Regions from separate parts of the Mus musculus genome. Here regions 1, 2, 3, 4, 5 and 6 are each linked to region 7. A link is a contact called in public ChIA-PET, Hi-C, HiChIP or PLAC-seq and promoter capture Hi-C data. All regions are on one chromosome and are shown on one strand. Each heading gives the region's core, a stretch centred on a gene start, on an enhancer-like site or on the middle of the called end of the contact. The rest is flanking DNA. Distances are from core to core; before and after follow the strand shown. Region 1 holds the start of Wbp2 (WW domain binding protein 2). Region 2 holds the start of Ttyh2 (tweety family member 2). Region 3 holds the start of Sap30bp (SAP30 binding protein). Region 4 holds the start of Smim5 (small integral membrane protein 5). Region 5 holds the start of Dnaic2 (dynein, axonemal, intermediate chain 2). Region 6 holds the start of Mrpl38 (mitochondrial ribosomal protein L38). Region 7 holds the start of Fdxr (ferredoxin reductase).

Region 1 (3,240 bases), core at 320-2,819, 810 kb before region 7:
GGGTGCTGGGACTAAAGGCGTGTGCCACCAGATGTGGCTATGGATTTTCTTTTACTGGATTTGTTGCTGTTTTATCTTTGTGGGACAGAGTCGCTGGACGGTTTGGAATTGAATACACAAACAAGGAGCCAGGGCTCAAACCCCCAGCCGTCCTCTCACCTCTGATCCCTGATTGCGTCATTACTAATACCCATCTTGGACTATGCTCTTTAAAAACTGCTGGGCTGGCTAGGGACATAGTCCAGCTTAGAACAGTGCTTTTCGTGATGTGCATGAATACTGGACTCAACTGATCATCATAACTTTGTAAACCCAGGCTCGGTGGTACACACCTGTAATCTCAGGACTCTTTCTCAAAAACCAAACAAACAAAAATCTGTAGCCATTTGACTTTTATTAGTGTGCACCTAGAAAAACAAACAAACAAACAAACAAACAAACAAACAGACAAACAACCCCAAAGCGAACAGAAGGGTCTCTTGCACTGTGAGTTAATAATGTACCTGCCATTTCCCAGAACTGTTTTACTCTGCAGCTGAGGCTGGTCTGGAAATCATTATGCAGCCCAAACTGGCCTCAAATCTGTGGCAATGTTCCAGGATGTAGGGCACCATGCTGTCTGCTTCAAACCAAACACTGGTGTCTTAAGGTTAAGGGTAGGTACGCTAAGATGCCACCCAGAAACTGAAGAGTTCTCCCAACCCTCGACAGCCCTGCGAAAGATACAACTCAGAGGTGGAGTTTAGATTCACTACAGCGCAGTGGGGAGACACCCACTAGCAGAAACGAGTCAGTGGTATTTTCAAAGTCCTACCTGGCGGTTGGTCATGTGCTTTGTCAGTCCACTCAATTATTCTAGGTCCTGTTTAAACCCTGCTGTTTAACTTCTGCAGCGGGATCCGCTAGATCAGAGCAGGAAGCAGCGCCATCGCGAGGCGGCAGGCGGCAGGTGCTGGGCGGGGAAGAGGGTGGGGAGCGGACCGCTCAGTCCCCAGAAGTTCACAGTCCGACTCTGGGTCCGGGATCTGGATCTGGGTCGATTAAAGTGGCGTATTTTATTTTTTTCGGGCTTTGCCAGTCCACTGTAGAAGGGACTGCATCTCGCACTGCTCTGTAAGTTTGCAATGAATACCCAAATGTAAGCGCGAACTACTCATGACAGTTGCGGAAATGAAGACGGCTGGTTACGTAATGTTTAAATGTACCATACACCAGATCATCAAATTTAAGTTACATTTCTTCGATTGAGTTTGCTTAACATGAGGAAGCTAGGATGAGAGAGGCGTACAAATGTTTAAGTAGTCTTGTAAATATAATCTCTAGCCTGGCCTATAATATAAAAAAAGACTACAAATTCCAGAATGCACTCGTCACTAAACGCAGGGCGAGGCCGCGGTTGCCGGACCACTGCCTGCTGGGAATTGTAGTTGGCTGCTTGTTTGTGATGCAGGTGCAACTTGGGGGAGGGAGAGCGGGAGTAAACTCTCCCCACGTGACAGTCCAGATCAGGTGGTTGGTCAGCCTGCGCGCAGGAACTATGATTGGCTGACTGTAATACGAACGACGCCACTAGAGGCGGGCCAAAGACCAGCGCAAGCGCAGAGCGTTGCGAGTCTCGGGACCCCAGTGGGAGAGACTATGGCGCTCAACAAGAATCACTCAGAGGGCGGCGGAGTGATCGTCAACAACACTGAGAGGTGAAAACACGGCGGAAGGATCCTGGAGACTTGAAGGGCGGGTGTCGGCCACTGTGTGTGGTGGGCGGTGGGATATGGTGGAGAAGGAAATTGATGGAGCGCTGTGGGGGGGGGGGCGTGGGGGGGGAGGAAAGAGGGAGAAAGGGGTGGTAACGGCCGGAGGCGGGGCTGGAGGGAGTGGGTGGGTCGTTGGGGAGGGCCGGAGTGCTGATCAGCTGGGGTGATGGGTGGGGGTGGGGCCAGAGAATGGTGTCAGGGTTTGTTTGGGAAGCCGAGTGAGGCCCACGGGTGATTTCTTGAACCCCTTCCCAAACGAAGTCTTAAAACATAGTTGCTATTTATTAGGCGTTCACTACGTCTTTACTATGCTGCGTCAGCTCTACCTTAGGTAATACATAATCCTGTGCCGCAGAAACTATTAGACACATTTTACAGGTAGGGCAAGTGACGCCTAATGAGGTTAAAATAACTTAGACCATTGTGCTGTGAGTAACAGAAGGGGAATTGAAGGAAGGTAACTTGGCCCCAAAGTCAATAGGCTTAACTACTCCTGTACAGTTTTCTCGTATATTCCAGAACTTCTCAAGTTCCAAAAGAAAGGCTGAGGCCCTAGAGGTGGTGGAACTAAATGTCTGTCAACTACTTAACCCGGTGACCCTTATAAAGGCTTGTCTCTTGCCTGGTTCTCTTGAATTCTTAATGGCTTGTGTCAGTTCCCCGAACAAAGGTCTCCCAACTTTAAGATTCTTTTTTTCTCTCCCCTCCTTGAACTGCTGGGCTTCTCTGTTCCTCTTGTTTCTTGTTCCTTGGAATTCTGACTCTCCTGACTTGCACTATCCGGGCTTGGATTAACTTGAGAGCCAAGAGAGACATGATGGAGGTCAGAGCCCACACCCAGTGTAGACAGGCACCCATCTTGGGACTTGTCACCTGGGAAGCTGACTCAGAGGAGAAGGTGGCAGTGACAAGGCCAGGTTCTGCTGACCTCGTGTGCGTAGGTCTTGGGAAGGGGCTGGCCAGCACATGTGCCTGGTGACCACTTCTTTAACCTGAGCTGCCCCTCTTTTATTGCACCAAGAAAGGATATTTGGGACAGGAGGAGACAGCTGAATGGAACCATACGAACTCAAACCTTTTTATCTTGTAATCTGAGAAACCTTACATTGTTTTCTGGTATACTTTGTCCAGTTCTTTGGCTGAGCCAAGTACTCTGATGCCATCTAATGACTGTCCCCACTTCTACCAGTCTCTCTGGTTTTTGAGGTATGGTTTCATTCCTGTAGCCCAGGTTGGCCTTGAATTTGAGGCAGTCCTCCTACCTCAGGCTTTTAAGTGCAAGGAATTCACCAGGGCTCTTTAGTTTCATTATTTGGGAGTGATTCCTTTTTGTTTGTTTTTCCAAGACAGTGTTTTTTGTGTAATAGAGCCCTGGCTGTCCAGGACTCACTAGGTAGTCCAGGCTGGCCTTGAACTTACAGAGATTCACCTACCTCTGCCTCCTGAGTGCTGGGGTTAAAGGCATGTGCTACCATACTGGGAATTT
Region 2 (3,645 bases), core at 440-2,939, 600 kb after region 7:
TCTCCACACCCCCAACACAGCTGTTCGGAAACCATATCCGTCCCCTTTTAAGCATTAGCTGAAGGAAGACTCCCTGGTGCTTTGCCAGTAGCCACCAGGCCTCAGGGAACAAGTCTTCCTTCCAGGGCCAGACAAGACTGGGGGGGCGAGGGGGGTCGGGGGTGGGGGGGGGCGGGGGCGGCTGCAGTGCCTAGGGCTGACAGTGCCTCCAGTAGCACAAAGGGGGTCCCATCCTCCCAGAAGAACAGAAACCAACAGCCCAAGCCCGCAAGTAGTAGAGCCATTGAAAGTTATAATTAGACTCTGGGGTACTGGCTCTTCTTGGGCAGAGCACAGCACACGGTTCGGGAGCCCCTGGCCTCAGAACGAGGACAATCTGGGAGGACAAGAAGCCACTCCTGGGCAGTCTAGAGAAGCCCTGCTCAGCCAGATGCCCCACTATGGAGATTAGGACACCGTGCCAACCACTGCAGGTCAAAGTCCAACATGAGCACAGTGCTCTGAACTAATAATGGGCCTCCTCCCAAGTCGCCTCAGCCCCTGAATCTTTGACCCAGCAGAGGGAACTGACTCAGCCGGGCCGCAGAGGCCGCCGTGGGTTTAACCGCGGCTGAGATCTGCTGAGAGACCGTTGCAGGGTCTGGAAAGGAGGTCAGAAGCCTGGACCTGACCTCCAAACCCGCAAGGGAACGTCCCCCTTCATCAGGGACAGTTAAGAAGTATAAAGATAAGGAGGGTAGCTGGCCCGGGAACCAAGACCTCAGAATTTCAGAGCCTAGAAGTTTATAGGGAAGGAACACCAGAACAGACGGGGTAGATGCTGGACGTGGTGCGAGACGGGGTGGATCTGAAGCCACCTTCCATCCTGGACTCCAACAGCTGTGGGGTTTTGGCATCCAAGAGATTAGTCACCCACGCCGCTTCTTTCAGCCCCGCAGCCTTTGTGAAGAAGCCAAGGCAGAGGTATTGGCAGTGGCTGCTACCCTTCAGGCTGGGGCTGGGGCTGGGGAAAGGAGCGCAAAGGACTCCGGAGACTCAAGTCGGTTTCTGCCTAAACTTTTTCTCAGGCCATCAGGGCCGGGAGAGAAATCGTCTGGTGTCGGGAGTCTCAGAAGGGGAACTTTGCAGCACCTCTAAGCACCCACACACCTCGGCCGCCAGTCACGCCGATTCAGATGCCCCACCCCCACTGTAAGTCTTTGGAAGGCTCAGCCCCCGCCACCCGAGCGCAGCCTCCGCGTCCTTCCTCTTCTTCCCCAGTGTTTCCAGCTTTACCAACTCCGAGATTTCCAGCTAGGTCGAGCGTCCCGGCCAAGGAACCCGGGAGAGCTGAGAGGGCCCAAATGGGGACCAAGGGGGTCTGAGAAGCGCGGAGAGCGCGGGATGCCGAGGCAAGAGAGAAAGGAGTGGGACCTGGGCGAGCGCAGGCCGGCTCTGGCTCTCACTCTAAGGGTCCCTCTCCGTGGCTCGGCTCATGGGCTTACCTCCTGGTAAGTTTCGTCGCCGGGGCTGAAGGTGCTGTCTACTCGCTGCAGGCGCAGGCCGAGGTGCGGAACGCTGTGCAGCCACACGACCCACCAGGGCGCGATGTACTCCACTCGCGCCGCCGGCATGGCTTGCACAAGCTGCAGCGGGTCCACTGCCCCTGCCAACGCCGCTACCACCACTACCCGGCTCGGAAGCGACCCGGCCCCGCCTCGCCTAAACCCCGCCCCATATCCAGCCCTAGGCGAGGACACGCCCCACCATGCACGAGGCTCTGCTCAGGTCCCGCCCCCACCTCGGGCCCTGCCCCACCCCTCCTCTTGAGCCAATTCCTGGACACACACACCCACTCCAGAAATTGGGCTCAAAAACATGCCCTGATCCTTGCTATCAACATCAGAATAGTGGCCCAGGTTTGATGGTGCGTGCCTTAGGATGGTAAGGCAGAAGGATCAAGAATTCAAAGGTCTTCCTCAGGTCTGTTATGAGTTGGAGGCCAGCCTGGGCTATGTGAGACCTGATCTTAAAAAAAAGGCAAGATTTTGAAAAAAAGACTAAAGAGCCAGTGGATAATTAGTAATCATTACCTAGGAGGCTGGGCTAGTCCCTAATTCATTCTACTATTACTATTATTATTATTAATTATTCCCCAGACTGGGCCTCACTATGCTTTCTGTCCTGGAACTCATTATGTAGAGCAGCCTGGCCTTGAAGCTGGGAGCACAAGGGTCTTTTTTTTTTTTTTTTTTTTTTTTTTTTTTTTGGTTTTTCGAGACAGGGTTTCTCTGTAGTCCTGGCTGTCCTGGAACTCACTTTGTAGACCAGGCTGGCCTCGAACTCAGAAATCCGCCTGTCTCTGCCTCCCAAGTGCTGGGATTAAAGGCGTGCGCCACCACCGCCCGGCTTGCACAAGGGTCTTAAGCAGGAGGTAGGTGGTGGGCAGGTACCAGTCAACACGTTAGGTGGCAAACTCGAGAGCCAAGTCAGGGCCAGGCTTGGTTGGGCACAGCGCTGGGGAGCCAGCTGGAGGGAGGATGCTTAGTGCTGCAGGCAGAGGAAGGAAAGGAGACCCCAGAGAGGGCAGGGAGAATTTCTAACTAGGTGCTGTGGTGCCCCTAAAACAGGCACTCTTGCTCTATCAAAGAACCTTGCTAGGAGTGCTTCCCTGCTCCCTGGCCGCTAGGACTTCTCACAGTCAGCTCTGTTCTATAGTTGCTAGAGCCTGGCTGCTACATCTGCCCCGGACAGCCGAGGCACCATCAACCCCCTAACCCACCTTGTTCTCACAGATGTCTCGCTAGTCCAGGATTGTCTAGGAATCCTCCCGAGCCTAGGACACCTAGTGATGAGCAAAGTCTCTTTCCAGTTTCCTGTCTTTCCACGTGTTTAGTAGGGAGGGGAGGCTCTAAACCTCGGTGATTATAAACACGTCCAGTGCTTTTGTCCTGAGCTGGCATGAGGGTGGCTAGCTTGGGGGGTGCCTCCACAGGGAACAGTTAGGCTGATGTCTCCAGAGGATTCCATGGTGGGTAGAAATCTTGTGGGGTGAGGGACTAATGGGCAGGGGAGAAAGGGAATCCAGTCAGGAAACCCCAAGATCTGCAGTGCAAGGGCCGGGCTGGGCTGTGGCTGCTTCCCAGTGGCCAGGGTCGGGGAGCGGCTTCTGAGTTGATGGAAATGTTCTGTGGACTTGAAAAGCCCACATCCCTGTACAGCTAAGACTTATAGGCCTACACCCAGTCTTTTCTAGTAAGACAGGTCTTGCTATAGTCCTGATTTCCTGGAACAATGTAGCCCAGGCTGGCCTGAACCTTGTAAGGGAAGTGAGGGCAGTTGAAGCACAGGGCTGACTTAGGTGCCCTCAGCCTTAGGACCTGATGTAGACCCCTGTAGCCAAGCAGAGAAATGTGAAGCAACTTCCCAGAGGCCCCTCTTGAACCTCAGTCACAGGCAAGAGATACAGCCTTAGCCAGAATCCCGAGGGCAGGGAGGTGCTGCCCGGTGTCCCGCACACCTGCCCTCAGTGACCCCAGGATGCCTCTGCTCACTTCCCTGTTAATTTTGAACCTGGTGCAGAGTCAGAGGGAGTAGTAATAAATACATGGCCACCAAGGGAGAGCTCAGTGCCAGGGCATTCCAGATGTGTGCTGACGCAGAGGT
Region 3 (3,349 bases), core at 64-2,563, 660 kb before region 7:
GAGTTCCAGGACAGTCAGGACTAGAGGGAGATCCTGTCTCAAAACAAACAAAAACAGGGGTATTGGAAGATGACTCTTATACGAGTGCATAATGTACAGGGTTTGGTGTCCCATGCTTTTAATTCAAGCTCTCTGGAGACAGGGCCAGGCAGATCTCTGTAAGTTTGACAGTTCAGTTTCCAGTACCCACATCAGGCAGCTCACAAATGCCAGTTTCAGAAGAGCTGATGCCTCTCTCTGTCCACCATGGGCAGAACTCACATGCAAGGCCCACTCCATATGTACAGATGTATATGAAAAGAAAATCAAGCATTAAATTCATGTTCTAATATTTTCAGGACAGGCTGGGGAAGTAACAAAGTAGTGGGATGCTTTCCTAAGAGTGTAAGGCCCTGGGTTTGGTTCCCAGCAGTTCCAAAGGTTGGGGAACTATTACATGCTGTTGGCCTATTAGGGCAGTTAAAGTCTTCTCCTCTTTGAACCAGCCCAACAGGTCGTTTAAACTCCTGTTTTGACATACCACACACATCTCTATCTTGTTTCATGTGCAACCTCAAAAACGCCTTCTATGCACAAGACTGTCTTCCTCATTGTTTTGCCCCTACTTTGCAGATAAGAAGACCCAAAGCTCTGGTATATCAGGTAATTTGCTTCCTTCAAGAAATCTGTTCCCTCTATGCTTCGCAGTCTGAGGGCAACCGATAGGCTTTTAAAACTCACCAAACAACAGAATCACCCTACCGCCTTAAAAGGCTTGTCTAGCATATTCTATGAAAAAGCCCAGAATTATGCACTTAGGAGAGATGCATTTTTAAAAACTCTAGGGCAGACTTAGAAACGATTCCTTAAAAGTTACCAACTTAACGAAACACAAGTTTTACTATCCTCCAGGTACATTTCACTCCTCTCTTCCCCATCAAACAACGAGACAGTGATGTCTCGACAGATGCGTACCCCCCTTGGTCCACCCTCTGGCCAGCATGACGCCTTGCGTAGAGGATCGCAGAAAGAGAGATCACTCGTACTGTAGTAGAGGTTCTAATGCTCTGTCTGACCTAGGACATCCACTGCGCTTTGGGGTTCCAAGACCCGATACCTGGAGCACAAAGAGCATCTTCTCCCCATGCCCCGCTAGAGAGGTAGCATTTGGTAACCATAACAGACCCTCCCCTTTCCAGCTCAAGTCTCACCAGTCGCTCCGCCTACAGCGTCGACTCCAGTTTCGCCATCAGATTCAGGGTCTGAATATTCCGCATAAATTGCAAGAGACGACAAAACATTTTTCTTCCCCGCCATCTTACTCCCACAGCGCGGTGTGGCTCAGGCCTATGACTCATAAGCCAATTTAGGGGCGAGAAAACCAACTTCTTCCGGATCCCAGGAGACTCCGCGCCCGAATGACAACCAATCAAAAGGGCTGTGTCTGGGCATGGCTCCGCCCCCATGCTCAGCTCTTGGAAACGTCATCAGCACGGGACGGAAGTAAGGTCTTGCGGCTTCTACTTCGCTGACTTCTCGGGCGGTTTGGCTTCTGAGTTCGAGTTAGGGAGTAGTGTTCTTTGGAAAGCTGCAGAGCCAACCGAAAAGAGCCTGGGGTCTGACATCTTGGAGAGCATTTGTCTGGCAAAGGGCGAGAGCTGTTGACTTGGGGGCTCAGAGGAGGAACGGGGGGTCGGCGTCCTTGATGAATGGTATCTATGGCTTCGCTTCTAGAACAAGGACCCTAGAAAAAGGATTCCAAGTTCTCTGGTCGACTTTGAAGACGTTTGTGGGCTTTGTTGTGGTCCGATTTGTAGCTCTGTCCACCTGACCTGGAAAGTTCATTGTTTTTATTTTTATTAAAGGGAGAAGTAATGTTAATCCCTCAGGAATGTATTGCGTGAAGCAATTCAGCCTTCACTTTTACTGCTGGGGAATGAGATATTTAAGTGTAACATAGCAGCTTACTCGGCAGGAGAAACATAGGCTATATTTTAACGTGGAGCAGAGGGTTTTTTCGGGATTGCCTTTGCCCACCTTTGCGTTAACCTTTTGGCTGCTGCTTTTTGCAAAGATGAGCGCCCGTCCTTTCTCCACTCCCTTCGACCGGGAGCGGCGAGTCCGGAGCACCCTGAAGAAAGTCTTTGGGTTTGATTCTTTTAAAACACCTTTACAAGAGAGTGCGACCATGGCTGTAGTGAAAGGTAACATACCAAGCTACCTGTTTTGCAGACTGCTGGCGGTACCGTAGTAGCTCTGTGGCACAACACCCTCTTAACTTCCTACCTCCTCACCCTTTGGAAATCTTTGAAAACCACTGGTTTGGAATTCTTTCGTGACCAAAGCTAGTGGGTATTTGCTGGGAATCTATTTGTTTATTGATGGTCTATGTAGCCCTGGCCGGCCTGGAATTCTCTATATACATCAAGTTGGCCTCAAATTTGAGCCGGTCCTTCTGCCTCTGGATTATTAAGTACTGGTATTACAGGTGTGGGCTATCATAACCTACAAATTTTGGACAGAACCACTCACACTTCTGGTTTTTTCATAGCCAGACTGACAGTCTGTCTTTGACTTCTGTTCCTAGATTCCCATTCTTGTCCCTGTGCAAGTAGTAGCAAAAGTGGCAGTAGTGCTTAATCTTGTCAGTGACCTAGGTAATCATTTCCTTGAAGAGCGAGTAGCTTGAGTTCCAGGTAGAAAAGGAGAGACTAATAACACTGTAAGCTGGAGATAGCTTGTCCAGATGGGAGCAGCAGTGCCACCAACAGACTTATTAACAGAGGACTGAATGATTAGCCTTGCATATCTACCCCGGTGTAACCAGTACTCTGCTTCCCTGGATGTGTCTAATCCAAATAGTCATATCCTAGTGGCTCAAGACTACTCAAGCCTTGTTTTGATTTGTTTTTTTAAAAACAGGTTCTCACCATGCAGCTTTGGCTTCTTAGATAGCTCAGAACTAGCTATGTAGACCAGGCTGGCCTCAAATTTCCAGAGATCTGTCTTCCTCTACCTATACCCCCCCCCCCAATACTTTCTTACTTTTTGGTTTTTTTGAAATGCAGTTTCTCTCTGTAGCCTTGGCTGTGCCGGAATTCACTTTATAAACCAGGCTGGCCTGGAACTCAGAGATTCTTCTGCCTCTGCCTCCTGAGTGATGGCATTAAAGGCGTGTGCCACAACACCCAATGAATGCTCTGTTTAGAACTTTTTGTTTGTTTTGCTTTTACTACCTTTATTTAAGTATTGGTAAGGACCAACGGTGAAAGACTCCCAGACTCAATTTAGATTGTAATTAGCCAAATTTAGTAAAGCTGTTGGCAGGGCCACAGTCTCTAACCCAAATCAGAGACATGCTTCACAGAGG
Region 4 (3,697 bases), core at 951-3,450, 620 kb before region 7:
AAGCAGAGCCAACAGACACTCGGTGCCCAATATAACCTTGCTCCCCAGCCGTGGTCAGGGGGAGAGGGAGCCCTGGAGCTGGGCCCCATTGACTGGATACACCCTAGGTTTGGGTGAAGCCAAGCAAAGCTACTGGTAATTTTGTGTTTCCAAAACGATCAGTCCCAGGTTTGTCCAATTACTTCTAAACCAGACTTTATGCCCCAAACCTGGGGGAACTAGAGTCTCTCTTAATGCTATGTTTGGTAGAACAAATGGTAGCTTTCTCTGGTCCAGGAGGGAGAACAGGCTTGGCTGCCACTGAGGCCCACTGGTGCCCAGGCCGCTTGTGCAGCAGATTTGGAACCTTCTGTGGATGCTCCACAGGCAGTGATCAGAGAGCTAGCACAACAGAGAAGGAAACTGGCCGAGCTGGGGGACCGATTAGTGTTCCTGGGTGTGGCATGGGACATGGAGGTTCTTGCTATATAGTAAGTGTCCTGTAGGCCAGACAGCAGAAGCTTGGTCCCACAGTTTCTCTACTTCCTCCTTGTCTACTTGATCATCCAACTCCAGCTCCCCACACGGATGAGGGCAAGCAGCGTGTCTGTGCCTGATAAGAGTCATGGGGGCTCTCAGCCCCTTTTGTCCGTTGAGGAGCATCTCGAATGAGACATAACCAACAGATGTGAGAGACCTGAGAGGTCAGAGCCTAACCAGCAGGGCAGAGATGCCCACTGTGCCTGTTGAGTGTTTGAGCAACTCCATCAGTGCTGGGGCTCCGGTTTGGAGTCAAAAGTGGGTGCTTGAAGCCTTGGTGGTTCTGCTGCCCTGGTCCCCAAGTTTTCTAGACAATGGAGAGAACTTCCTGCTCTGGTGGCCAATAGAAACTAAGCGAGCTCCTCTCCTGCAGCCATAGAAGCTGGGCCTCCCTCTGAGCTCAGGGACTGCTGGAGCCTGTGTGTCCCAGATGTGGCTCAGCTGCAGTGCAGTCCCTCTGTTGCACACTTGTTAGTATTACCACAGGAGTTAGCTTCCCAGTCCCACACAAACCAGAGTGCACCCCCTCTGCTGAGCCAAAGAGACTCTCGGCCCTCCCCTTGGTTTCCAAAACTGAATGATGTTTTTCTTTCTTACTGGATAACAGTGTGTTTGCTTTGGAAGGGACGTCTCACGGGGACTTGAACCCCAGTGTGAGGACAGGAGGCAGAAGGGCTTAGCAGCCTCCTCTCGTGAGGCCCTGCCCAAGAAGGTTGTGCTTGCCCTGCACAAGGACTGAAGAGAAGAGCTGTCTGGGGGCAACCATTACAGTAGTTAGTGTGGAAGAGACTCTGGGGTCTTTTCCAAACTCATTCATGTAGTCACAAACTCCTTTCCAAACTTGGGGTTTGAATTAGGGTGCATATCCCTGGCTCAGTTTTCAGAGATCATTGCCAAAGGAGGATCAGGGGTCCTGGTAATCTAAGTGGGTGCAGAGACTCCTCCCTAGGATGATCCTGAGCCGGAAGCACACAGCGGTGAGCAGGTCAGAACTCCAAAAGACAGGAAAGCTGCTGCTCTTGTCCAGCATCCAAGTAGGCAGTTCTGCTGCTGGCTCTACCAGCTCCTGGGGCCAGAGGCCATTCAGCAGGCTGGGCACACCTTGTCCTGAGCCTTCTTGAGAACCAGGGAGGGCTCAGCCCTAATCCTTTCGGAAATGGAGGCTCAGCAAGATTGGGGGCCATATCCTAAACTCACTGAATAGAAAAGGTTTAAATGGATGTGTCCAGCAGCCCCCAGCCCCTGTGCCACACACCGAGTAGCAGTACATCCCCCTTCTCTAGTACCAGGTCCCAGGGGAAGAGCACTCAGGTATACACACAGAGGAGGTGACTAAATTCCCATAGGAGAGTGGCCTAATATATCCCCCAAGACGTTCCTCTCCGAGCTCATGCTAAGCTGTGACTCCTCGCCAGAGATACGAGACCCTGGCTGCCCTCCTTTCCCGATCCTGTCACCTCTAGCCAGTGTCTCTTACCTGGGAGCTCAGATAGTGGGGAGCCTCGAAGAGGTGTCCCAGTACAGAGCCTCTATGTACCTCCTGGAAGTCCTTTGGCCACCACCTTTGACTTCTTCACCAGCGCTGCCACTTTCCTGCCTAGGCGGCTGCTTCTCACTCGGGCACCTCCTGGTGCTAGCTCCCGGTTGCTGACAGCCAGCTGCTGTCCAGCTTCAGCGCCTCATCGCTTCAGCTTTTTTGTTGTTGGTTGTCCTGGAGATCTAGGTGTCAAATTACAGTTGTGAGGAGGAGCCCAGGGAGTCCTCCCCTGAGCTTGACTTGCCCTTCACGCCCTATGCCTTTCCCTGCCTAGAGGTCCACTCTGCTCTCTGGATCCCCAGACGGCTCCCTCTCTTATTCTTCCTCCTGTTCTGCCCTCCTCCTGCCTTTGAGCCAGGCTGTAGGCTGTAGGCTGTAGGCGGAGGGCTGGGGTTGGGCTAATGACAGAAGTGGTTGGCTGTGGTTCCCTGTGGAAATAACCCCGGGGGGCTCCGTCTGAGGTTGCCAGAGGAAGAGGGTGGAGTGACTCGCTCTTGGGTGCCCCAGCACCCTCTGGATGGCCTTTTTGGCTTGTGTCCCTGACCACCCTGGTCTGTCTCTTGGGCCACACTCTGGCTGCTCTCTCTGCCCTCTGCCAGAAAGAAAACCGGGCTACAGGATCACCCAAGCACGTCAGCAAGCTTTCAAGCAGCCCTCTGGTGTGGTACTCTGCCATCTACCCAGGGGCATCTGGGGGGAAGATGAGGATCCTAGATACTCTAAAAGTAGTCTGCGCCGGCCATGGTAGTGCACACCTTTAATTCCAGCACTTGGGAGGCAGAGGCAGGTAAATTTCTGAGTTCGAGGCTAGCCTGGTCTACAGAGTGAGTTCCAGTACAGCCACGGCTACACAGAGAAACCCTGTCTCGAAAAAAACAAAAAATAAGTAAATAAGAAAAAGAAAGAAAGAAAAGTAGCCTGCTTGTTTTAGTGAGGGGCCTTGGGTCCTTCTAAGAGAAAGGTCACTGCTGGTCTCGTTCTGCTCAGCTGTCTGCATGACAGCTCTGTTGGCCCATTAACGTTTGTCGGTCTTGCCACCAGCAGACCAGGCTGCAGGGGGAGGACTGACCTCAGCTCTGCAGTCAATGGAGCCCTTTGAATCTGAGCACAAAACCCCAGTGAGCCAGGGCTTGGGGCAGGGTGTAGACAACCATATGGTCACAGTGCCTAGATGCCAAAGCTTCTCAGAGACAGGACAGGCCACCACTGTACAGGCAGAGGGAACATTTGTCGTGTATATTCAGTGTTAGTGGGAGCTGGCTGCAAGAGCGCCCCCCAGTGGCTGTCTCAGCTGTCTTCCTGCCACTTCTATGCAGTTTTAGGGCTGTTCTTCACTTTGCTGGAGGGACCCTACTTCTTTAGAAGGTGGCATTGCAATTTGCTTTCCTTACAGTAGCCTGCTGTGTGGGGTCAGATCCGCAAGCAGTATTCAGACTAAGAAAACCCTCTGTTCCAAAGCTGTTAGTGCCGGCTAATCTTAAGCCTGGGCACTCAAACTGCCCTGCCTCGCGCTGTCTCTTCTGGTTCCCAACCCTGTACCACATTTCTGGCACTAGAGATGACTGTAAGGACCCTGATAGAACAGTGGCCTCTCCCAGGGCCTCAGCCTGGGGATCCGAAAAGAGACTGGCCTCCTGCACC
Region 5 (3,672 bases), core at 867-3,366, 550 kb after region 7:
CCCCACCCCCCCGTGTCTTCATTCTGTATGGACAGAATTGAGGCCTTGGAAGAAAGAATGTAAAGTCGATTAAGTTCTCTCTGTCTTCCACCACAGACCTGGCAGTTGGATGCAGGCAATTAGGGGCTGTCTCTCTCCATCTCCAATTGCTGTGGTACAGCTGGCTCCCAAGGACACAGGGACACTTAAGAGAATGAGAAAATTCCGGAAAGAAAAACACCAGCCTCCTCAGTCCCGCTCCGATTCTAACAGCTCTGCTTTCTTACTTGGTGTTTCCCGAGGCCAAGCCCTCGTGGAGAACGGAGGCATTGTCTTGTGTCTGGAGGCAGACAGAGGGGACATTTAAAGGCTAGCCTGGTGACAAGAAGACAGCATACTCAAAGCCCCAGAGCAGGCTCTTTTCTCACAAGCTAACAGGGTGCAAAGATAAATGGCTAGGTCAGCCAAGAGTGTCAGAGTGCTCTTTCTCCTCTTTTGGAAGACAAATGCTCCAGGGTGAGGCTTCCCCAAAGAGGGTCTGAGCAGGGTGTCTTCAAGGGGACATCAGGAGTATTGTTGCTTGGGAGTTTCAGGGGAACATTGCCCCCGTGGGAACCTTCCAGAAGCATGCAGTATCATAATCTCTCTCTCTCTCTCTCTCTCTCTCTCTCTCTCTCTTTCTCTTCCTCTTCCTCCTCCCTCTTACACACACACACACACACACACACACACACACACACACACAGAGCTAAATATGGACTCTTAGAACCTTACACATATCAGCCAGTGCTCTACCATTGAGCTACACCCAGCCCCACTGAGTCTCAAATCCAGGGTCACAAAGAACCGCTATACCCTGGTCCAAACACCAAAACATGTGATCATTTCCTGCACCCTAGCCCAACAGAAACAACAAGACTTGCCTCAGGCGAGGATAATGAGCAAAGTCGTTCCTAGAGAGAACCCCTTGTGGTTGAGCGGAAAGCATGGTACACAGCTGGGAGGAAGGGCCAGGAAATAGCAGGCAACAGAGGTGTCAGTATGGGAAGGGGGCCAGGAGGAGGGTCACCCTTTGTCCCTTGTGTGCCTGGAATTGTAGAGCCGTGCTTGAGTGAGGAATACAGATGGAAGGGCTCCTGTGTCTTTCCAATGTCTTTGTGAACCTTCTGGACAAGGTTAGGAAAATGGTCTCCTGACCCTAAATGTAGATGAAAGGCCAACTCCCAGATGGAGGGGCAAAAGAAAAGGTGCATTTACATACAGTACCTGTGCTCAGTCCACAAGACTCTTGTGATCTCCCATTTTACGCCCTCCATTTTATTTTTCTTAATTTCACTTTATTTTTAATCGTGTGTGTGTGTGTGTGTGTGTGTGTGTGTGTGTGTGTGTGTGTGTGTGTGTAAGTGCACACAAGTGCAGGTGGGGTGGAAGCCAGAAGTGCCAAATCCCCTGGAGTTGGAGTTTCAGGGGTTGTGAGTCACCTGATGTGGGTGCTGGAAATCAAACTCCCGGTTCTTTGCAAGAGCGCACTCACTCTTAGCAGCTGAGACAGTCCTCCAGCCCCCTCTCTTAGTCTTTGAGACAGGCTCTCACTCTGAGTCCACTGGCCTAGAGCGCACTGAGTAGTCTAGGTTGCTCTCTGACTCTTGGTAATCCTCCTGCATCAGTTTACAGGAGTGCAGGGTTTACCGGCCTATCCCTATCCCCCTCCCTACGTTTAACTGAAAGCTCTCTTCTTAACAACCCATCCTTCCTGGGCTTGAAATTTTGTTCCATTCACCTGAAAGCCAGAAAGAGGTCCCGCCCACTCCGGGTCACAGCCCGGGTCAGGGCCTGGTGGAGAAGTGCAGAAGGCAAGGTGCTTGGAGGCTGAGGAGGTCCTGGAGCTTGAAGAATATTCAGGGCAGCGAGGATTAATGCAGCAGAATGAGCTGATTCCAGCACCTGACAGTTCTCCGAGATTTCTTGCACTGTTGGTGATTATTACCCTCGAGAGCTTTTCCCTCTTTTTGCCAGGTCTTCTTTCGGGCTTGGACGTCCTCTAGGACGCCCGCCCCTTATCCTGGCTCACCTCCTGCCACACAGCCCAGGAGAAGCGCCCAAGACCAGTCCCAGCTCCAGCGCAGCTTAAACGGCTGGGAGCTGCGGAGTTTACCAGTTGCCTAGCAACCCTGGCCGGGCCGAGACGCCGGCAGTTCGGAAGGCGATCTGGAGCACGTGACTCTGGTCCCGCTAGTCGGAAGCACCCCCTTCTCTCCTTCCTTCTCTGGAGGAGGTCTGCGGAAGAGGTGGAGGAAAGTTAACCAAAGCTTTGCCAAAATGCCTACCCAAGTCTACAGTCTATACCCAGCAAAGTCCCTCCCCCACTCCCGTATCCCCCGAAAACGCAATCAAAGTGACCAGAGCGTGGGAAGCCCCGCACCTGGGTCAGTTCGGATCATGTCTGATTTGTCACTGCTACAATGTCCGGGTCTCTTCTGTTAACGTATCCCTTGCACCACCACCCTTCTGAATTCATCTCTGGAATGGAAATTCCTTGAGGGTCAGGCTCAATGCATGCAAGCATGGCTTAGCTATGCGGCTGGCACGTTGTAAATATGGTTTCATTGCATGAATGAATGAGCTAGCTGATGGACACATGAATGACACAAAGAGAGATGTGTTTCTCATGAGCTTGAGGCAAGGAAGTGAGAAAATGTGGGAGGGATTGATGGACAGGCTGAGTACAAGGCACTTTGTTGGGTAAGCCTGACAAGCAGAGTTCACATCCTAGAACCCACATAAAAATGGGGGAAAAAATGGATTCCACAAAGTTGTCCTCTGATCTGTGTCATGTAGCACACCCACAATCATCATCATCATCAATAATTTAAAAAGAATTAAAGAAGGGAGGTAGAGTCCTATATCTAGGACTGGTGAGATGGCTCAGTAGAGAAAGGGGCTTGCTACCACTTCTATGACCTAGGGTTGAGCCCCAGACACACATGGTGAAGGAGAGAACTGAATTCTCTAAGTTGTCCTCTGACCTCCATACTTGTGCTATGTAAGACACACACAAACACACACATACACAATATGATTTTTAAAAAAAGATTTATTTATTTATTTAGTACCGTGTTCTGTCAGCATGCCAGAAGAGGGTACCAAGATTCCATTACAGATGGTTGTGAGCCACCATGTGGTTGCTGGGAATTGACCTCAGGACCTCTGGAAGCACAGTCAGTGTATTTAACCTCTGAGCCATCTCTCCAGCCCACAATATAATTTTTTAAAGAGAAAGAAAACTACAGAACCGTATATACTTTCCCAGAGGTGTTCCTTAAGAGCATTTGGGACCCGAGGTTGGTTCTTTATTTATCATGGGATTTTAGCAAGGCACTCTCTCTGCCATCCCCTGTGAGGTTTGAATGAGATCACCCTCATAGCTCATATATTTGTATGCTTAGTTCCCAGATGGACAAGCTTTTTGGAAAAGATTAGAACCTTGTTGGAGAAGGTATGTCACTGGGAGTGGGCTTGGAGGCTTTAAAAGCTCACACCAGGCCCAGTCTCTCTCTCTCTCTCTCTCTCTCTCTCTCTCTCTCTCTCTCTCTCTCTCCTTTCCTGCTGCCTGTGGATCAGGATGTAGCCCTCAGCTACTTTTCCAGCATCATGTCTGTCCATGTACCACCATGTTTCCCTCCATGATGATAA
Region 6 (3,191 bases), core at 237-2,736, 860 kb before region 7:
AAGACTGCCTGCTGGGGAAGGAGCAGAGGGCAGAACTGCACCTGGTGGCATGAGGGGCACTGGAAGTGCTCCCAGGGACCTTGACATGTGTCAGGAAGATGTGAAGAAGAATTCAAATCTCTGACGTGAGGCAGTGTGGTATCACCACACGCCTGTAATCTCAGCATTTGGGAGGCCATGGTAAGAGGAAGAGGAGTGGACCAAGGCAGGGAAATCAGGAGAGGAGGGAGGGGAAACTGGGGTTTGGGATGTAATATACAAGAAAATAAAAATGACTGTCGTGAGTTCAAGGCTACAAAATAACTGCCAAGTAGGCAGGGGTATATAGCAAAAACCTAGCTCATTTAAAATTAATATTGTTAGAGCCATTGCTTCCAGGCTGGATATGTGTGAATCCTTGTTAGGTCTCTCAAACAGTTGAAATACAAACAAGATCCTCTCTTCAGAGCTTCCCAGACAGGGAGAATCAGAACGAAGAACAGGCTACCTAGCTGAGCAGTCTCCACCCACTCGTGGAGACACCATGACTCTTCAGCAGTACAAGGGCAGAGAGAGGAGCTGGAGAGACTCATATAAGAGGGTTCAGAAACAAAAGGATAAAACAGCAAGTGAGACCATATGAACACCCTGCAAGTGTTCAGTTCCCCTCACACTCAGCAAGAACCCTTCAGTACCCATCAACTCCTCAAGGCAAGGCTGTGGTGTCCTGACCTGTGAACTCCAACACTTGTCAGACAGCAGCTGCTCACTATTGGAGGAATTAGAAGTGATGGTGAGAGGCTTAGCTGCCTGGGTGCTGTGGAATTTAAGCTGTGGCCATTTCTGCTGGATATCGAGACCTCACTGCATTTCACTGTGAGTTCAAGGGTCAGACTTCTGTTAGCAAAAAAACTAGCAGTCATTGGCCTGGATTGGGGATGTCAGGACTTCCTTGAGAGAGCACTTCGGGGCCGGCAGGTCACAGAAGGAGAAGACAACAACAGCAGACACCTTGTGATCTGGGGAGAAGCTGAAGGAGTAGAGCTTTGCTATACTGGAAACTTGAGTTCCAGGGCAGAAGGGCTGAGGCTGGGTCAAAAAGCGGTAGAGAGCACTAGAACTGTGAATTGGAGATGATCAAGAGAGAACAGATGCACCAAGGTGCAAATCCTGCGAAGCGAGCACTATTATTACCTGTTTTATTCCCAAGTCTGACTCCAGAATCCTCCTCTATCAATCCCTGTGTCAGGGCCAGAGGAAGGTGAGTGAGATCCCTGGGGTCAAAACCCATAGTTGTTCTTGAAGCTGTACCTTTGTGCTGCCTCCTAGTGGCAGCTCTCAGCCCCGCGCGATCCAACAGGCATCTTCCGGGCCCGCACTATCAGACCTCTCTTAGACTTTGCGCCAATGGGAAGGTCCCAGGACTTTCAGCATTACGTCAGGAGCTTGAGACCGCGGGGCGGGGCGGGGCGGGGCGGGGGGCGGGGTCTCCCACGGGGCGGGGCTATGGAGGCGGAGCCTCCCGCCGGACGCGCAGGCTTCTCTCCGGCCACCTCTGTCTGGGTCCTACGGGCGTCTTTGGCGACCTGGGGGAAAGATGGCGGCGCCCTGGTGGCGTGCGGCGTTTTTCGGAATTGGGAGATGCCGGGGCTTCAGCACCTCGGGTGAGTGGTGTGAGGTCGTGGAGCTCTTGGGCCTCTGTAGCTCCGGTCGCGGTCCTAAGCCTGCGTGACGTCCCTGTCTGTGCCCGCAGCCTTCCTCAGCCGCCGGACACCCCCGCTCGGGCCCATGCCCAACGAGGACATCGACGTGAGCAACCTGGAGCGGCTGGAGAAGTACCGGAGCTTCGAGCGGTACCGCCGCCGGGCGGAGCAGGAGGCGCGCGCCCCGCACTGGTGGCGGACCTACCGGGAGCATTTCGTGAAGGAGACAGGTGCGGGAGCGACGTATTCTCCCCCAGTTTGGTCCCCGTGGGCCCCCGGAACGAGAAGGACCTGCGTGCCCCTCAGACGTGTAGTTCTGAATTTAAGCAAACGTCCAAGTGATATACGCATAGCTTAATCTGTCTGTAAAACTGAGACTCAGCCGGATGGTGGAGGCCCACGCACTTAATCGCAGCGTTTAGGAGGCAGAGGAAAACGGAGCTCTTGACTTAGGGGCTAGCCTAATCTACACCGTGAGTTTCAAGACAGTCAGAGCACACGGAAAAACCCTGTCTTGGGGATGGAGGTGGTAGTATGGGGTAGTAAAGATGCATTGTTTGAAAACGAAAGAAAATGAAGACAAAGCAAAAAACAGAAAAAATTAACAAAAAAGGAAAAGAAAACAAAACAAAAAGATGCATTATTTGGCTTTTTGGTTTTTGTTGTTTGAGATAGGGTCTTATTAGCCCAGGGTGGCCTTGAACTCACTGTGTAACGAGGATGATGGAGGACTGCCTTGTTCCGCCTCCCAGTTAACTGAGAGTGCAGCTGGGAACCACCAAGGCCTGGCTAGAGATTAGGGCCTCACTATATAGACCAGGCTGGCCTCAACCCACAAATCCACCTGCCTCTCTCTGCCTCCCAAGTTTTGGAATTAAAAGCATTTGCCACCAGCTGGTGCCCCATCTCCTTAAATCTGCCTAAAACTATTACTAACTCTACCCAAGACTTAAGTGTGCAGCCTGGTCTACAAAGTGAATTTCAGGACAGCCAGGGCTAAACAGAGAAACCCTGTCTCGAAAAAACAAAAAAAAAAACAAAACAAAAAAAAAGACTTAGGTGTGTGTTGTGTTCATAACCACCTTTGAATCATGTTTTTCTTTCCTTGTTTTTCTTTCTTTCTTTCTTTGTTGTTGTTTTAAGACAGGGTTTCTCTGTGTAGCCCTGCCTGTCCTGGAACTCATACAGACCACGCTGCCCTTGAACTCAGAGATCTGCCCACCTCTGCATCCTGGGTGCTGGGATTAAAAGTGTGTGCCATCACTGCCCAGTGTTATAATTATTTAATCTCAGTCAGGGGTTTCTACTCACCTTTGATCATTCAACTCCTAGATACAAGTCACAAAGCCTTAAAGCACTAGAGCTGGGCACATATCTACTCAATACTGTTATGTCTACTTCTCTGCCAGTAACCCCGAGATATGACACTTCCTCCAGCTGGACTGCCCTCATGGCCAGTTTTCATGGTCCCTAACCCCATGGCATCTTCTGTGTCCACTTTCTCTCTCT
Region 7 (3,167 bases), core at 452-2,951:
CTTCTCTGTATGTCAAACTTCAACTAAAAATAACCTTCATTTTTGTTGTTGTTCTTTTGTCTTCTCTCTGTAGACCAGGCTGGCTTCGAACTCACAGTTCTGCCCTCCTCTGCCTCCCCAGTGCCACCGCAGCATGGCTAAAAACATTCTTAAAATAGTGTAAAAAATATGAAATACAAAACAGGGGAAACTTCTGGATTATTAAGCTCCTACACAAGGCTCCAGCAGACCAGCCTGAAAGTTGAAATGGACTGACTCAGCATGAAGTTCACCAAGCTGTCACCTAGCCGTTCATCTGGCCCAAGAATTCCAGATTACAGTCAGGTCAGTCAAGCCAGTTTCCATTGGTATGACCACGTTCCTACTGCCATTTCCCTCTCACAAAACAAGTGGCATACTGTTTTGTGAGATCAGGTGCCACTCTGTATACAGCCCAGGCTAGCTTTGTACCTGAATTATGGAATAGAAGATTCAGCTAGGGGCGGGGCGGGGCGGGGCGAGGCAGGGGGCAGTTAAAACGTAGAGCAATTTTGTAAGTCCCTGGGTTCAATCTTCAACAAGAATAAACAAGAATCAGATGTTGTGAGGATGACAGGTTAGTCTTCCAAGAAGGAGAAGGACTCTCAGAGAAGCACTGGGCTTGTCTGGTTAGAGGTGACAATGGGTCCTGCCCTTATTTTAATTATATTTTTTGTGGTGTAATCGAAACCAGGATCATGTGCACATTAAGCATTCACCCTTCTTCAGGTCCTGTTCTTGTGTAGAAAACATGTGTGGGTCGGCTGGAGGGTAAAGTTGCTTGCCCTCAGCCTTAAATGAGTCTGAAACCCAGGAATTCACGTAGAGGAGGGAACCAACTCCTATAAGCTGTCCTCTGACTACCACACACCACGCGAACGCTGTGGCAAGTGTACACCGGCCCCCATAAATAATGTAATAAAATATATAAATGTTAGAAAAAACTTTTAAAAGATATTGATTTTAGGCTTTGCATCAATTTTCTTTTAAAACATGGAATATGAATGATTTACCTTGACTACTGAGCTTTTGGGTGCCCCCTAAGGTACGGTCTCACCCTGATCCCTGTACTGTCGGACCAGGGTCGAAGGTCGGGCTCTGGTCTCAGTGCCAGAGGGGGAACTTCTTCGCGTGTTTCCTCCCCCATCGTGGGAAGAGGGTGACTAGAAATAAGCTCTTGAGAGTTTAACACTTGTCCTTCTCTGACACGCACAAGTAGCTGTTTGAGGCTACATCAGTTCAACATCCAGACTTAAAAATCGAGGAGTCAAGAATAGCGGATACACGAGACTTCCGGGCTCTGGCCTTCTGATTGGCTGATACAAAAATCACTCAAACAACGACAACGGGGCATTGCGTCATCAGCGAGCGGCAAGCTTTACATAAAGTAAGCTCCTTTCCAATTGGCTCCCTTCTTCAAGAGCAACTGAAACAGCATAGGGGATTCGCGTTTCTTCAAATCTAGACTTCCGGCATCTGGAGGTACTAGGAAGACCGGAGAAATTTGATAAGCTTTTGAGGATTGGACGTTCTGGGGGCGGGGCCTTGGCGAGATGGGGGCATGGTTCTCTTTGGGGGCGTGGTTATTTCGGAAATCTTGGTGAAGTCTCCAAGTTGATGTTTCTAAGCAAGCGGGAGGCGAGGCTTGGGGCGGGGCTCCAGTGATGGGCGGGTCCAGAGGAGCGTCCTCGGCGGGCTGCTGGACCTGCGCTCAGCACTAGAGTCATTGCTAGCTCTTCCGCTTGCTGGTTGCACTTCTCAGCCATGGCTCCTCGCTGCTGGCACTGGTGGCGCTGGTCCGCGTGGTCTGGGCTTCGGCCGTCTCCCTCCAGGAGCACTCCGAGTAGGAGCAGGGCTCTTGGGGGCTGCACCAGGGCGAGGGGAGGCCTGTGATCAAGAGCGGGGGTCCGAGCAGAGCTGAGGCGGGGCTGGAGAGGGGCAAAGCTGAACGTGTCTGCTCTTGCGGGAGAAATGGGAGTGATGGAGAGGGGAGGATCTGTGCAAAGAGATGTAAGGCGTCCTGGGTAAGACAGCTCAGTAAAGGCTAAAAGGATAGACCATGAGGTCTTTATGTGTGATACGAGGTGAACGGAGGTGACAGGCAAATTCGAGGTGAGGAGATGAGCAATAGAGTTCTGTGGGGGAAAGAAGGGCTAGAAAAAAGCAAAATAGAAACGTGATGGGCATATGAAGACATGAGATCACATAAGGAACCTCTCAAGAAAGATAGTGCTGTGCAGGACAGCTTGGGGGATAAGGGGGTCTGGGGCAGATTATTTGTTATTGTTCATGGGTGAGACATGGGGTTCTGGATAAAGACAGCTCTGGCATTCAGATGAAATGGTGAAGCTTTGAGGAACGGAAAAAGGAAGATGCAGGTGAGGGTGAAGGCAAGGTGCAACTGGACAGAATTGGTTTGGGGTGGTAGGAGGGTGTTGGTTTGACCCTGCTGTCCCCTGCTCTACCTAGCCCCAGGCTTCTGCCAGAAGTTCTCCACACAGGAGAAGACCCCTCAGATCTGTGTGGTCGGCAGTGGCCCAGCTGGCTTCTACACAGCCCAACACTTGTTAAAGGTAAGCGAGGCACTCCTTCCAGGCTCCCTTCTTACCATTCATTTCTTGTCCCAATTCTGGGGGTAGGCTCCAGCCCTTTGGTTTGTCTGACAAGGAAGGGGCTTTTGACTAATGTAAGCTGTGTTCTTTCTAACTGATTCCACAGGTATAGCTGAGGCGCCCTAGGTCCTCAGCTGTGAGAGACATGCATTTGTTCCATGGATGGTGGTTGGGGACAGATGGGCAGCTGTCTTCTGCTTTGTAGGGAAGTCTTTTTCAGTCTAATGGGATGGCTTTCGCCTCCCCTTATCTTTACGCTTCTTTATCTCCAGCATTTTATATTTCAAGGCAATCTTGTCTGCAGCTTTGCGCCCTCCCCACGACCATTCTCTTCCACAAAGGCCAAGGTCTCAAAGCTTTCAGTATTAGTCTTGCCAGACAGGGCCTCAAGGTTGCCAGATGTACTGGAAACTCTGTCTCAGACCTTAAAGCAAAAGAGGAAGGGGGCGGGGTACTGCAGAGAAGGCTCCGTGGTTAGGAGTGTTTATGGTCTCACAGAGGACCAAAAGATGGGAGTTGGGTTCCCAGCACCCACAC

Evidence for each region. Promoter capture Hi-C pulls out the DNA fragments that hold promoters and counts their contacts. Hi-C and Micro-C count contacts between places; a contact is called where the count stands out from the background. ChIA-PET counts read pairs in DNA pulled down with a chosen protein or histone mark. HiChIP or PLAC-seq counts read pairs in DNA pulled down with a chosen protein or histone mark.
Region 1: a contact with region 7 is called in an HNF4G HiChIP or PLAC-seq map of pancreatic cancer cells. The contact joins the promoter of Wbp2 here to the promoter of Fdxr in region 7. A contact is called at or near these places in 1 of 39 promoter capture datasets (pre-B cells) and 1 of 115 datasets of contacts at active chromatin or transcription factors (pancreatic cancer cells).
Region 2: a Hi-C map of the G1E-ER4 cell line shows a contact between it and region 7, with 7 times the contacts expected there. The contact joins the promoter of Ttyh2 here to the promoter of Fdxr in region 7. A contact is called at or near these places in 5 of 484 Hi-C or Micro-C datasets (the G1E-ER4 cell line and embryonic stem cells) and 2 of 115 datasets of contacts at active chromatin or transcription factors (memory CD8 T cells and pancreatic cancer cells).
Region 3: a contact with region 7 is called in an RNA polymerase II ChIA-PET map of memory CD8 T cells, with 9 read pairs. The contact joins the promoter of Sap30bp here to the promoter of Fdxr in region 7. A contact is called at or near these places in 2 of 39 promoter capture datasets (frontonasal cranial neural crest and pre-B cells), 1 of 484 Hi-C or Micro-C datasets (CD4 T cells), 2 of 115 datasets of contacts at active chromatin or transcription factors (memory CD8 T cells and regulatory T cells) and 1 of 9 other capture datasets (liver).
Region 4: a contact with region 7 is called in a FOXA1 HiChIP or PLAC-seq map of pancreatic cancer cells. The contact joins the promoter of Smim5 here to the promoter of Fdxr in region 7. A contact is called at or near these places in 1 of 39 promoter capture datasets (pre-B cells) and 1 of 115 datasets of contacts at active chromatin or transcription factors (pancreatic cancer cells).
Region 5: a promoter capture Hi-C map of hippocampal neurons shows a contact between it and region 7, with 3 times the contacts expected there. The contact joins the promoter of Dnaic2 here to the promoter of Fdxr in region 7. A contact is called at or near these places in 4 of 39 promoter capture datasets (frontonasal cranial neural crest, hippocampal neurons, liver and 1 more) and 1 of 115 datasets of contacts at active chromatin or transcription factors (pancreatic cancer cells).
Region 6: an H3K27ac HiChIP or PLAC-seq map of regulatory T cells shows a contact between it and region 7, with 4 times the contacts expected there. The contact joins the promoter of Mrpl38 here to the promoter of Fdxr in region 7.

What each region holds. Positions count from the first base shown.
Region 1 is chr11:116,085,324-116,088,563 of GRCm38.p6, reverse strand. It overlaps Wbp2 (WW domain binding protein 2), which reads left to right and starts at 1,569. Exons shown (of 8, transcript NM_016852.3): 1 at 1,569-1,697. The coding sequence starts at 1,639.
Region 2 is chr11:114,673,512-114,677,156 of GRCm38.p6, reverse strand. Ttyh2 (tweety family member 2) reads right to left here and starts at 1,689. Exons shown (of 14, transcript NM_053273.2): 1 at 1,485-1,689. The coding sequence starts at 1,613.
Region 3 is chr11:115,931,623-115,934,971 of GRCm38.p6, reverse strand. Sap30bp (SAP30 binding protein) reads right to left here and starts at 1,313. Exons shown (of 11, transcript NM_020483.3): 1 at 1,191-1,313. The coding sequence starts at 1,296. Recql5 (RecQ protein-like 5) reads left to right here and starts at 1,480. Exons shown (of 19, transcript NM_130454.2): 1 at 1,480-2,183. The coding sequence starts at 2,054.
Region 4 is chr11:115,898,642-115,902,338 of GRCm38.p6, reverse strand. Smim5 (small integral membrane protein 5) reads right to left here and starts at 2,200. Exons shown (of 3, transcript NM_183259.3): 1 at 1,997-2,200. The region is part of intron 7 of Recql5 (RecQ protein-like 5); the gene reads left to right.
Region 5 is chr11:114,725,863-114,729,534 of GRCm38.p6, reverse strand. Dnaic2 (dynein, axonemal, intermediate chain 2) reads right to left here and starts at 2,116. Exons shown (of 13, transcript NM_001034878.3): 1 at 1,760-2,116.
Region 6 is chr11:116,137,163-116,140,353 of GRCm38.p6, reverse strand. Mrpl38 (mitochondrial ribosomal protein L38) reads left to right here and starts at 1,486. Exons shown (of 9, transcript NM_024177.3): 1 at 1,486-1,643; 2 at 1,733-1,912. The coding sequence starts at 1,577.
Region 7 is chr11:115,275,503-115,278,669 of GRCm38.p6, reverse strand. Fdxr (ferredoxin reductase) reads left to right here and starts at 1,701. Exons shown (of 12, transcript NM_007997.1): 1 at 1,701-1,861; 2 at 2,488-2,591. The coding sequence starts at 1,783. Fads6 (fatty acid desaturase domain family, member 6) reads left to right here. Exons shown (of 6, transcript NM_178035.5): 6 at 1-43.